Regions from separate parts of the Anser cygnoides genome. Here region 2 is linked to region 1. The links are chromatin contacts, called in public Hi-C maps. All regions are on one chromosome and are shown on one strand. Each heading gives the region's core, a stretch centred on a gene start, on an enhancer-like site or on the middle of the called end of the contact. The rest is flanking DNA. Distances are from core to core; before and after follow the strand shown. Region 1 has its middle 56 kb from the start of GADD45G. Region 2 holds the start of GADD45G (growth arrest and DNA damage inducible gamma).

Region 1 (5,036 bases), core at 1,491-3,990:
TACCGCTGGGGGCTGCCTGAGAAGCTGTGTCAGGACCCTTTTCTAGACATATTCATAAGTATGTCACAGATACCCCAAATGAATACCTAAACAATTTCAAGTAAATACACAGTTATGATTCTAATACAATTGTTGGACTACGACAGTTTGTGGTCAATGGGGTGTTACTTTACAGAGAAAATCTGCCTGGCTTTATGGTTGCACTACACCTTTGAATCCAGATTTTGGCTGTGATACTGACAGGCCAGATGCTCAGAGGCCTGCTTAAATGTGATTTGCTGCATAATGGTATGAACAAAGAGCTGATTAATTTCATGATCAGGAATCAGCCTACTGTTGCAACAATAGCAGTGCTCTGGATCCCACTGCTAGATTCAGACCAGTGTGGAGTGATGTTGGAGCGCTGTGCTTGGCTGGCAGGACTCCAGGTGAATCTCTCTGCCAGCTATCAGGATCCACAGTATTTTAATCCCACTTCCCTGCACTGCTCAATGCCCAGTGTAAATTCCCACACAACCTATCATTCATGCCTGTGACTCTCTTGCATTTAAATATATAAATATTGTACTTCCATGCTTGACATTTCACAGAATTATGGAGAAGCGTGGGGACAAAGTGTTTTAACCACTGAGCATCCATGCAAAATTTCAGTTTACTTTTAAAATAATTTTGCACATAATTTTTATGTGCATTAAGCCTCAAATCTGAGGTTATTTTTGGGGGGCCTGGCTCCCTGGAACACCAGATGCATGCTTCTGTCACTCCTGGTAGTTGCTATGGTGGTGGGGCCAGCATCCTTGGTGTGCTCTGGTGCTAGGACACCTGGCTGTGGCACCCAGTCTCCTAATGTGACAAGCAGCAACACGCTGCTGACAGTGAGGGTCCTCATGAAAGAGAAGTTAAGGATTTTCAGTGAAATGCCTTCTCGCAAATGGATAATTTTTGGTTGCTCGCTTGTTGCAAAATAGTCCCCACCAGCTTGCAAAACTAGCTTGTGGTGCACAGGGGCTGAAGCATTTGACCTTGGACAAGGCTGCGGGGCCTGGAACATGGTGCCTTTCTTAATGCAGCTGTGGTTTCTCCAGTGTCTTGAGGAGAAGCACCTGTGATTGCTCATGGGACAAGCTTCCTGTTACTTTATACCACCAGCCACACTGGCAGCTATAAACTCCCACTTGCCAGCCAGATCCTCTAGGGCAAGCCTGGGCTGCACGCATGTTTGAGCTCCAGTGCTGGAGAGAGAACCAAGGACCATGGGTGAACCAATGCTGTACCTCATCCCAGCGTTAACACCAGTCAGCGTGTGGTGGAGGGAGCTGATAACCTGTTCTTGTCCATTGCTTTGCTGCTAAAGAGGTTGTAAAGGCTCTCCTGGCAGATTGTTCTGCCTCCACGGTCTGCTGAGTGGGGGGTGAAGGGATCTGAGCCTACCACAGGACTGTGACAACACAGAAGTGCTGCAGACATAGACCTTGGCAATCTCTGCCTCTGCTTTTGTCAAGGTCCCTGCTTGCCTGACACTGCAAACGCCTTTGTTTATGCCTACCTTGATTACTTTCCTGCTGGGACTTCCCTCGGCTCTTTCCCTGGTCAGACTTTCAGCTTCTTCTGCAGCTGGCCCTGGAGGTCTGCCCAACAAAACACACATAGGCACCCTGGGGTTTCTTGTAGCACAAGCAGAGGGAGAGACAGACCTTCAGCTGGAGCAAATCATCATCATTCTCCCAGTTCAAGTGGGCTTTGGCCCACTAGACGAGATGCTAGCTGAGAAAGGTTGCTTGGCATTTTCTCCCCTGAGTTGCTCTCTCAGTCATACCAAGAAGTGCTTCTGAACTTCCCCATACCCCTAGACGTGACAGGCATGTACCACCACCAAAGACGCTGAGGATAAAAGCGGTGCTGGGGCTCAGCTCTGTCATGAGAGGTACTGCACTTTGTCGCTTGTGTCTGGGAAGCAGCTCTCCCTGTGGCACCTCTTCTGAGGAAAAAGGACTGAAGTTTCCACCCCTGTAAACTTTGCCCTTGCGTAAGTGCCAGTTTCCCACAGAAAAGGAAATGAACGTAGTGAAAAAAACTCTGGTCTGATGGCTGAGGAAGGGCAGGAAGTGGTGTTGCTAGAAACCCAGTGAAAGATAACAGCAGAGAAGCAAAGCTCTTGAGATGAGAAGATACGGGGGCACACTGTTTTTACCATTTCGGCAAGTGGAACTGCATCTTACCGGAGTGCTTCTTGCACCATTTCTGCAGTGCCTGCATGCTTTGCTTTGCCCTTTCAGTGGGTTTGGGAGATTCCCTCCGTGAAGAGGAGAGTTGCTCTACATTGACAGAATGTGAAAGGAAAGACACGCATTAAATCTTTCCGGGGGCTGGAGGATGGCTCCTACTTGGCAGCGCTACAGCAGAGAAATACTGTGTGCTGTAGGCTGCACATCTCACTGTTTCCACGCCGGGCACAATTTATGCAGATCAGATCGAAAGTTGTGTTTTGTATTCATCACAGACTTGTGAGGTGGCTTTAGCCATGGGATTTCTTTTTTCCTTCCTGTTTTTTTTTTTTTTTTTAAAGCTGAAAATAGCTGTGGCTATATTAGGGCTGTGTAAACTTTCTCAGATTTCTCTGATCTGTAAAAATCAATTCCTTTGGCTCGAGTGTCCGCAGCTGTTAGGAAGGCACTCTTTGCCATGGATTTAGCGGTTTGCCTGAATAAACCAGCAGAGCAGGACACAAACATTGAAAGCAGTGCTTATTGAATGTGAACGCGGTGGAGGAGAGCAGAGGCGAGTAAAGGTGCAAGGTTTCCAGAAGTAGCCTTCCTGCGTACACTCACCATCCTCAGAGAGCAGGCAAAAGTCGGTCTGTAGCTTCGGGTAAACAGTCTCGCAGTGCAGGCTTTGCTTTGCTAATGAACTCTTTTAAAAACCTGTAGCAAGGGACATTGCACAGTCCCTGAATATAAGTTATTGGGAACAGATTTTGTTATTTTTTTCTCACATAACACTGTTGTTCACCCAAGCTTATTCAGCAAAAATCAGGGACATGCCATACTCCCATCCAGAGCTGGAGGGGCATCTGAGTAATGTAGCTCAGATACTAGAACAAAACCTTAAAAAATATTGTTTGGGGCACAGAGACTGAAAATCCAAACCAGACCTAATTTTCTATATAAAATTTATGTAGATCCTGAAGTATTTAGATTGGTAGTTTCTGCTTGTGGATCATGTAAATTTGAGTTCAACTAAGTTTTTTTCAGACAACCCCCGAAAGTTAAGACAAACAAAATGTTAAATAAATTGTTTTCTCCAGTTGTTTGCTTGTATTTTTGTCTATGCCAGACATAAACACTGGGGTGGAGGTTACAAAATCACTCAGGACATACCAAACAGTAACAATCTAATCACAGTGGAATAGGTGGGGGGAGGTGTTCATCAGTTAAACAAATCAAACAGCACTTTCCCTTGAGCATTGAAATAAAAATGTCAGAAAAGCAGAGATGTTGTCTGAAGGACAGGAAAAGTAGATTTCTGTATGAATGATCTAAGCAAGACAAAACTCCCCAGTAAAAATCAGAGATTATAGGAACAAACACATGAATAGTTTTAGTGCACTCTGTTATTTTTTCATTTTCTTCATTACTCACATAGCTAACATACTTTACATACCTAATGGAGAGCCGCATTTGTTTTTCACAAATATGTTTTCAATACAACCTGCTGCAGTCTGCAAGTCAACAGGGCAGCATTTGTTCTTCAAATTCCCCCCTGCACCTCTTCTTCTAGTTTGAGATATTCAGAACTGGGAAGAACCTACACAACTTTCTGACTCCAGAGAGAAGTGTTTTTTTCAAAGTCAGTTATTATGGTTCAAGAAATACCTTGATTGGATCTCCTACTAGAGTGTAGTGGTTACTGTAATGACATTTTCCGAACATAATTGGCACAAGCCCTACCTGCTATGAAGAGGCTCTTCTTTCAGGACATGCAGTGCCTTTGGCATTGATTAATGTGCATTAGCACTTGCAGATGAAATATTTAAATGTGTGATGGTTGGGTTGTTTATATTTAACATAGGGATTGTGGATGCACATTTTGAATACAAATGAGTTGTGTGCATCTTCTTTTAAAAATAATAATAATAAAAGTGTCTGGATAGTGCTTTTCTCATCAGTTATCATAGTGATGTCTGCATTCAGCTCAGAGTATTTCCAAAGACCTCTAGTGCTGCATCTTAGCTTACTTTCTCCCAGCGTAGTGATATCTGATAGATACAGACCATCCAGACAGCACAGAGTACTTGGCAAGAGGCTTTTGGGTCCACAGGGGAGCAGGGTGCAGTGGCACCTTTTGGCATGGGTGGGCTGTCCCTGGCCTGCGTGCTCCTGAGCAGTTTTAGCTGATTTCCCCTTAGCTGTCCTGAAGTTCTGTAAGCAATGTTTAGTAAACCCTCCTATCATGCTTGTCCGTACCAGCACTGCAGAAGCTGAGAGGGTGAGGTGGAAAGCCTTGCCCATAGGTGCGGAGCTAGTGCTGGATCCAGCTCGGTGTGACCGTGCCCCCTGCAGATCGCCTCTCCTGTTGAGGGAGACGAAGCCGAGGTGGCCCCAGTGCCTTGGGGACAACGTTGCCTTTCTCGCAGCAGGGCTGGCACTGGGGAGGAGGACCTCCGATCGATACGATGCTCTGCAGGCCCTATTTGCCAATTGTCTTTTCCTTGCAAATGTGACTGCCTCTGCTCTGATTGACATTTCTTTAAATCAAGAGAGGGCAGGAGAACGAAACTGTTATGACATAAAGCAGGAAGTTTTAGGTCTTGTCAGAAAATGCCTTGCACATCATATTTTAAAGATACCTAATTTTACAGCTGTATCAGGAGAGCAAAGAAAATATTTTCTGGGAGTAGGTGACTACCTAGGAGTGGTGTTTCAATTGGAACATAGCAAAAAGTACCCTTAGGCTATTTTACATTTTGTCTTCTGATCTGAAAGATGTCATTTCTGTGTTTTGAGCTGCAGTTGCATAAAAGTTGGAGTGTTGTTGAC
Region 2 (5,036 bases), core at 1,408-3,907, 56 kb before region 1:
AAAAGTCTTTGATACCTATAAATCACGGGTGTTTGGTTTTGGCAGGTGGCATTTCTGTGGTTAAAGTGCCACCGAGCAAAGAGTATCGACAGAGGGAGCTCTCTGCTTTACGCCTTAAAACCTGCAGGTTTCGCAGAGAGGTTTTTGGTTTCATTTTTATCTTCTGAGACTCAGTATTTGGAGAAAAAGGTTGCTGGGTGAGGACAATAGGGCTGACCATGTGGAGGACTGGAACAGGAAGAGAAGCTCTGATGGGTTCGAAAAGACTTCAGGTTGGAGGTGCTTGACCTAAACTGAAAGGAGTAGTAGTATCTCTTGGTAAAAAGCATCCTTCAGATGGGAACTCCAGGCATGCAGCAGGAGCCAGGAAAGCACCAGACAGGCTGAAGTGTCCCATGTCTGGGACAGCTGCTACCTTGCTTGATTTTTCCAGTGCAGAGTCTGGAGTCTCCTCTCCCTTAAGCAAAAGCGATGTCTGCGTCTGCTGCTTTTCACTTGGCAGTATGTTACTATCTTACTCACTTAACTGTGACAAAATCATGTGTATTACCAGCAAAACAAGGGTGTAATCTATCTGCTGTCGTGTCTGCTATTTCCTGCTATGTTACTTTGCCTTTGCCGTAATTGAATATATTATTATTTCCCTGATACTCTGCACCTGACTTTTTATAAGATTAGGAGGCTGTTTTCCCGTTTTCTGTTTTAAGGGCTTTCTTCATCGAAGAAATACTGATTTTGTTTGTTTGTTTGTTTTCTTTTTCCCCTAAGCTTTCACCAGAAACATTAAGAGTATGAAATCAGGCACTGAATCTAGGCGTCATATGCCTTTGGGCTGGCAATTATTTTTTGTAGAAGTAATATTTTAGAAGCCCAGCAGAGGTCAGAGTTTTACTTTGAATGCAGCGTCACGTTTGTCTGAGAGGTGTTTGTTCATGCGCTGAGGCTGCCCGTAAAAAACCCAAGAGCTTTAGGCTAGCTTTTTTTTTTTTTTTTTTTTTTCTTGCTATGGAAATGACACTGGCATTAAACCGGTGCTGTCAAATTTAATGTCAAAATCCACTTATTCTTGCCTGAGTAGGACTGCCAAGTGATATTCCCACCCTGATCTGCAGGATGGCTTCCAGCACTCAACAGATGATCCAGCAGAGAACTGGTGCCTATCAGCTTTCCATCAGATGCACAGATCATGCTGAGCTGCATTTGCAGAAGTCAATTTTGATGCTCAGCATTTGGCTTGTAAGTATATTGGGGACACTTACATCCACCTGAGTGTGTTCAAGTGTCCTAGGACAATGGGGGGTGTAACTTCCACTGTCAGAGGAAAACAATCAGCACGCTTACTTGGGTGTTTGTGGGCAGCAATACTAAAAAGTGAAAAAGATGATTTTTTTTTCTTTTATGTATATATTAAAGACATGGGAGGCGAAGACCAAGAAAGCGAGCAGTGGAGCATGATGTCCACTTAAGATGGAGTTTGCTCAGTAGACTACGAAGTCCGAGGAGCTGACTGTTTCAAAACCATAGAAAAAAGAGGGAAGGGACCAGGAGCAGGTACAGCTCCCTTCGTGCACCTCCCTGGCTGCTCTGGAGGCCCGGTGTTGACACCGTGGTTTGAAATAAGCTGGATCGGGTGTCTGGTCATGCTCCGTGGCCTTCAGCACCATCTGTGCTAGGAGACACGGGAATAATGGAGCGATCTGAAAACTGCGACGAGGGGAAGCCCTGACGCCAGGGTGCTGGGTTTTTAAGCAAAAAATGGAAGCCTACATGTGAAAAGATTGCTGTGGCCCCGACTCCAAGGTTTTTAAGCAAAAAAATGGAAGACTATGTGTGAAAGGATTGCTGTGTCAATATGCTTGCATACGTGAGTTTATTACTTCGGTGCTTACATACGTTAACCTACTACACATGCTATGAGTTGCTTTGGCCTACTAATTTCTATCCATTTTAAGCAACTTTAATTTCCACCGTGATGGGAAGCTCGGTGAAATCACAGCTATAACAGGCGTCTTTCAGAGCGCTGAGTCAGTGCTGGGTTTCCCATCTGTTTCACGGCGCACTGAGGCTGCAGCACATGGCCAGCCCTCCGGTGCTTGCAGCAGGTGTTCGGTCCGGTGGGCCCTGCCCAAGGCTGCTGGTTTCTGACCTGCCCTGCTGCGCTCCTCCCCGTGCACGTACCCGGAGAATACAGGGGGGAGACGCACTGAGTGTGTTTTTTTACGGAACGCGCTGCGTACGCTGCGCTCAGCGAGTGGGGACGGCTGCCGTCTCACCTCTGTGGGGGCCCGGGGATGGTTTTCTGAAAACTTGTGAGGTGTTTTTAGACGCAAAAGGGCCGTGAACGCACGCGGCGCTGAGGCACGCTCCGTGTGCCGGGTCCCCGCACGGCCGGGCCCTCACAGACCCTCCCCCCCCCCCGCCCCCCCCGCCGCGCGCGGGCTTTCCCCGCCCGGCGCGTGCCCCCGCCGCCCCTCCCCCTCCCCACGTGTCCTGCCGGCACGAGCCGCCCGCTCCCTCCCGCCCTCAGCCCGCGCGCGCCGATTAGCATGACAAAAGCCCCCTCCCCCTTCCCCGCCGCCGGCCAATGGGAGCGCGGCAACCGCCGCCAGCTGCCGGCGCCGCGGCCGCGCGGGCTATAAATAGGGGCGGGCGGCGGACGGGCGGCCCAGAGCCGCTCGGTTCGGCGGGCGGTGAGGAGCGGAGCGGGAGGCTCGGGGCCGGCTGGGAGCGATCGGCGCCGCCGCCGCCGCGGCTTGTCCTTGTCCGCCCGCTCGCTGCTATGACTCTGGAGGAGACCCACGGACAGGAGCCGGTGCCCGCGGGCAGCGACTGGTAGGTGGCGGCGCTGCTGGCGGTGGGGCGGCGGTTGGGCGGCCGTTGCGGCGGTTGGGCGGCGGTGAGGCCGTTGGCGCCGCGCTGACTGACCGTGCCCGTCTCCCCCCCGCAGGATGCAGGGCGCCGGCAAGGCCCTCCACGAGCTGCTGGTGTCGGCGCAGCGCCGCGGCTGCCTCACGGCCGGCGTCTACGAGTCGGCCAAGCTGATGAATGTGTAAGTAGGGCGGCGGGGGCCCGGCCGGGCCGGGCCGGGAGGGGTTGGCCGCAAGCACGGTCCGCAGAGCCTAACGCCGCGCCTCGCCTCTTGCAGCGACCCCGACAACGTGGCTTTCTGCGTGCTGGCGGCCGATGAGGAGGACGAGGGGGACATCGCCCTGCAGATTCACTTCACCCTCATCCAGGCCTTCTGCTGCGAGAACGACATCGACATCGTGCGGGTCAACGACGTGACCAAGCTGGCGGCTGTTGTGGGGGCCAGTGAGGAGGACGGGGAACCGCGGGACTTCCACTGCATCCTCATCACGGTGGGTATTCCTGGGTGGTGAGGGGCTGGGGGGGCTCTCTGCACTGCTGCTTTCGGCACCGGCCTCTGCATGGGGTGGCCACGTTGCTGCAGGTGGCTGGATCCCCTTCTGGGCAGAGAAAGGGGACTTGGCACATGTGCCCAAGAGCCAATCTGCTGAGTAGTAGTAGTAGGCTGCATTTCTCGTAACTGTGGATTTCCTCTGCCCACAAGGGTGACAGCTCTGCTTCCTGCTTTCCCCGTGCTGGGACAGAAGTTATCTGAAAATACCTCACTTACTAAGCTAATGCTTCTGTAAATAATGTCATGACTTCAGTTGGCAGGCAGTTCTCATGGTATGCAACTTTTTTTTTTCCTCTGGCAGAACCCGAATGAGGATGGCTGGAAGGACCCAGCTCTAGAGAAGCTGAAATTCTTCTGTGAAGAGAGCAGAAACGTCAATGAGTGGGTGCCAACCATCACCCTGCCCGAGTGATGGTGACCCAGTGCACTGGGGAAGCTGAAACCTTTGTTGCATTCTCAACGTGGTGTTGGTTCACCGAAGTGTGCAACAAGCTGCTGATTCCATGGATTAGCCTGGTCAAGAGACTGGATTAAGGTCACTCAGACTGGCATGCAGTGGGCTCTTACGGAGGAGAAAGAGGAAAAGAACAGCTTACCCCACCAGTGTGCCTCAGTAGCCTGCAGCTGCAGCGGAGAGGCTGACATACCATGGAACTGAAACAAGTATTGCAAGTTTCCTGGTCGAGAGGAGCTGTTTCAGAAGACAGAGAAAGTTGGGGGAAGTGGGCCAAAACTTTACAGAAGGACTGGACAGAGTACTGTGACTAGAACTGTTGGCACTGTCTATAAAACGTGGAGAGAAGGAAGTTCCAGTATTTGATGGACTATTAGAGACTAAAGGGGATATATAGAGACTTTTAAAGCAGACAGACTTCAACAGGCCTCTGGGCTGCTCTGCAGAACTGGTTTAATAATGCAATAATTTTTATTGAAATACTTGCTGCTATTGAAGCTTTCATAATAAATTTTTGACAATTAATTTCTGGGAGTGTCTTGCTTACTGGGTGGGGAAGCATGTCACTGAAATACCACTCATGTTTTGCTCATGGGCTGTAGTCAAAGGTATATACCACAGCAATGGGGCCATTGCTCAAACACTTTCTCTCCTGGGTCAGCTGAATGAAGAGCTATGCTTTCCAAGCTGATAATTCAACCTTTCACCCTCTGCAACAGCTGCTTATCGCAACAGCTTGCAAGACTAAGGAGCTGCATGCTTAATGAGCTCACTTATTGTAATAGGTGGTCTTTGTAGTCTACTGAAGGAACACAATACATGTTAGGAACATGGATTTTCTGGAATACAGACCTCCAGTAAATGGCATCATTACTTGCTAAATATGACTTACTCATTCAGAGCTGAGGTGTTCCCACTTGGCAGAAGCAGTTTAAACATGATGGGGGCTTGCAGAACTCCTTAGATGTCAAATACATCTTACACTTGCTTTGACTAGAATGACATAGTTAGACTGAAAACTAGCTAATAGAGAATAAACATCACATCTGCCACAAGCTGCCTTCTGATTGCCATATGCTCCAACAATAGAAGCTGTCACTCCAGAAGGCAATTTTGTGAAACTTAATTGCACGACAACTCCAAATTAAGTCCAAAACAATT

Evidence for each region. Hi-C and Micro-C count contacts between places; a contact is called where the count stands out from the background.
Region 2: a contact with region 1 is called in a Hi-C map of liver, with 18 times the contacts expected there. The contact joins the promoter of GADD45G here to the enhancer-like site in region 1. A contact is called at or near these places in 3 of 7 Hi-C or Micro-C datasets (granulosa cells and liver).

What each region holds. Positions count from the first base shown.
Region 1 is chrZ:38,176,380-38,181,415 of Taihu_goose_T2T_genome, reverse strand. No RefSeq gene overlaps it. Among named protein-coding and RNA genes, the nearest start is that of GADD45G, 56 kb to the left of the region's middle. Within about 2 kb of position 2,740, at least 1 of the 3 cell types and tissues checked has open chromatin away from gene starts, as enhancers often do. A contact at or near this core is called in liver, where this site is marked.
Region 2 is chrZ:38,232,026-38,237,061 of Taihu_goose_T2T_genome, reverse strand. GADD45G (growth arrest and DNA damage inducible gamma) reads left to right here and starts at 2,657. Exons shown (of 4, transcript XM_048046132.2): 1 at 2,657-2,832; 2 at 2,948-3,049; 3 at 3,146-3,359; 4 at 3,723-4,400. The coding sequence starts at 2,780. The coding sequence ends at 3,833.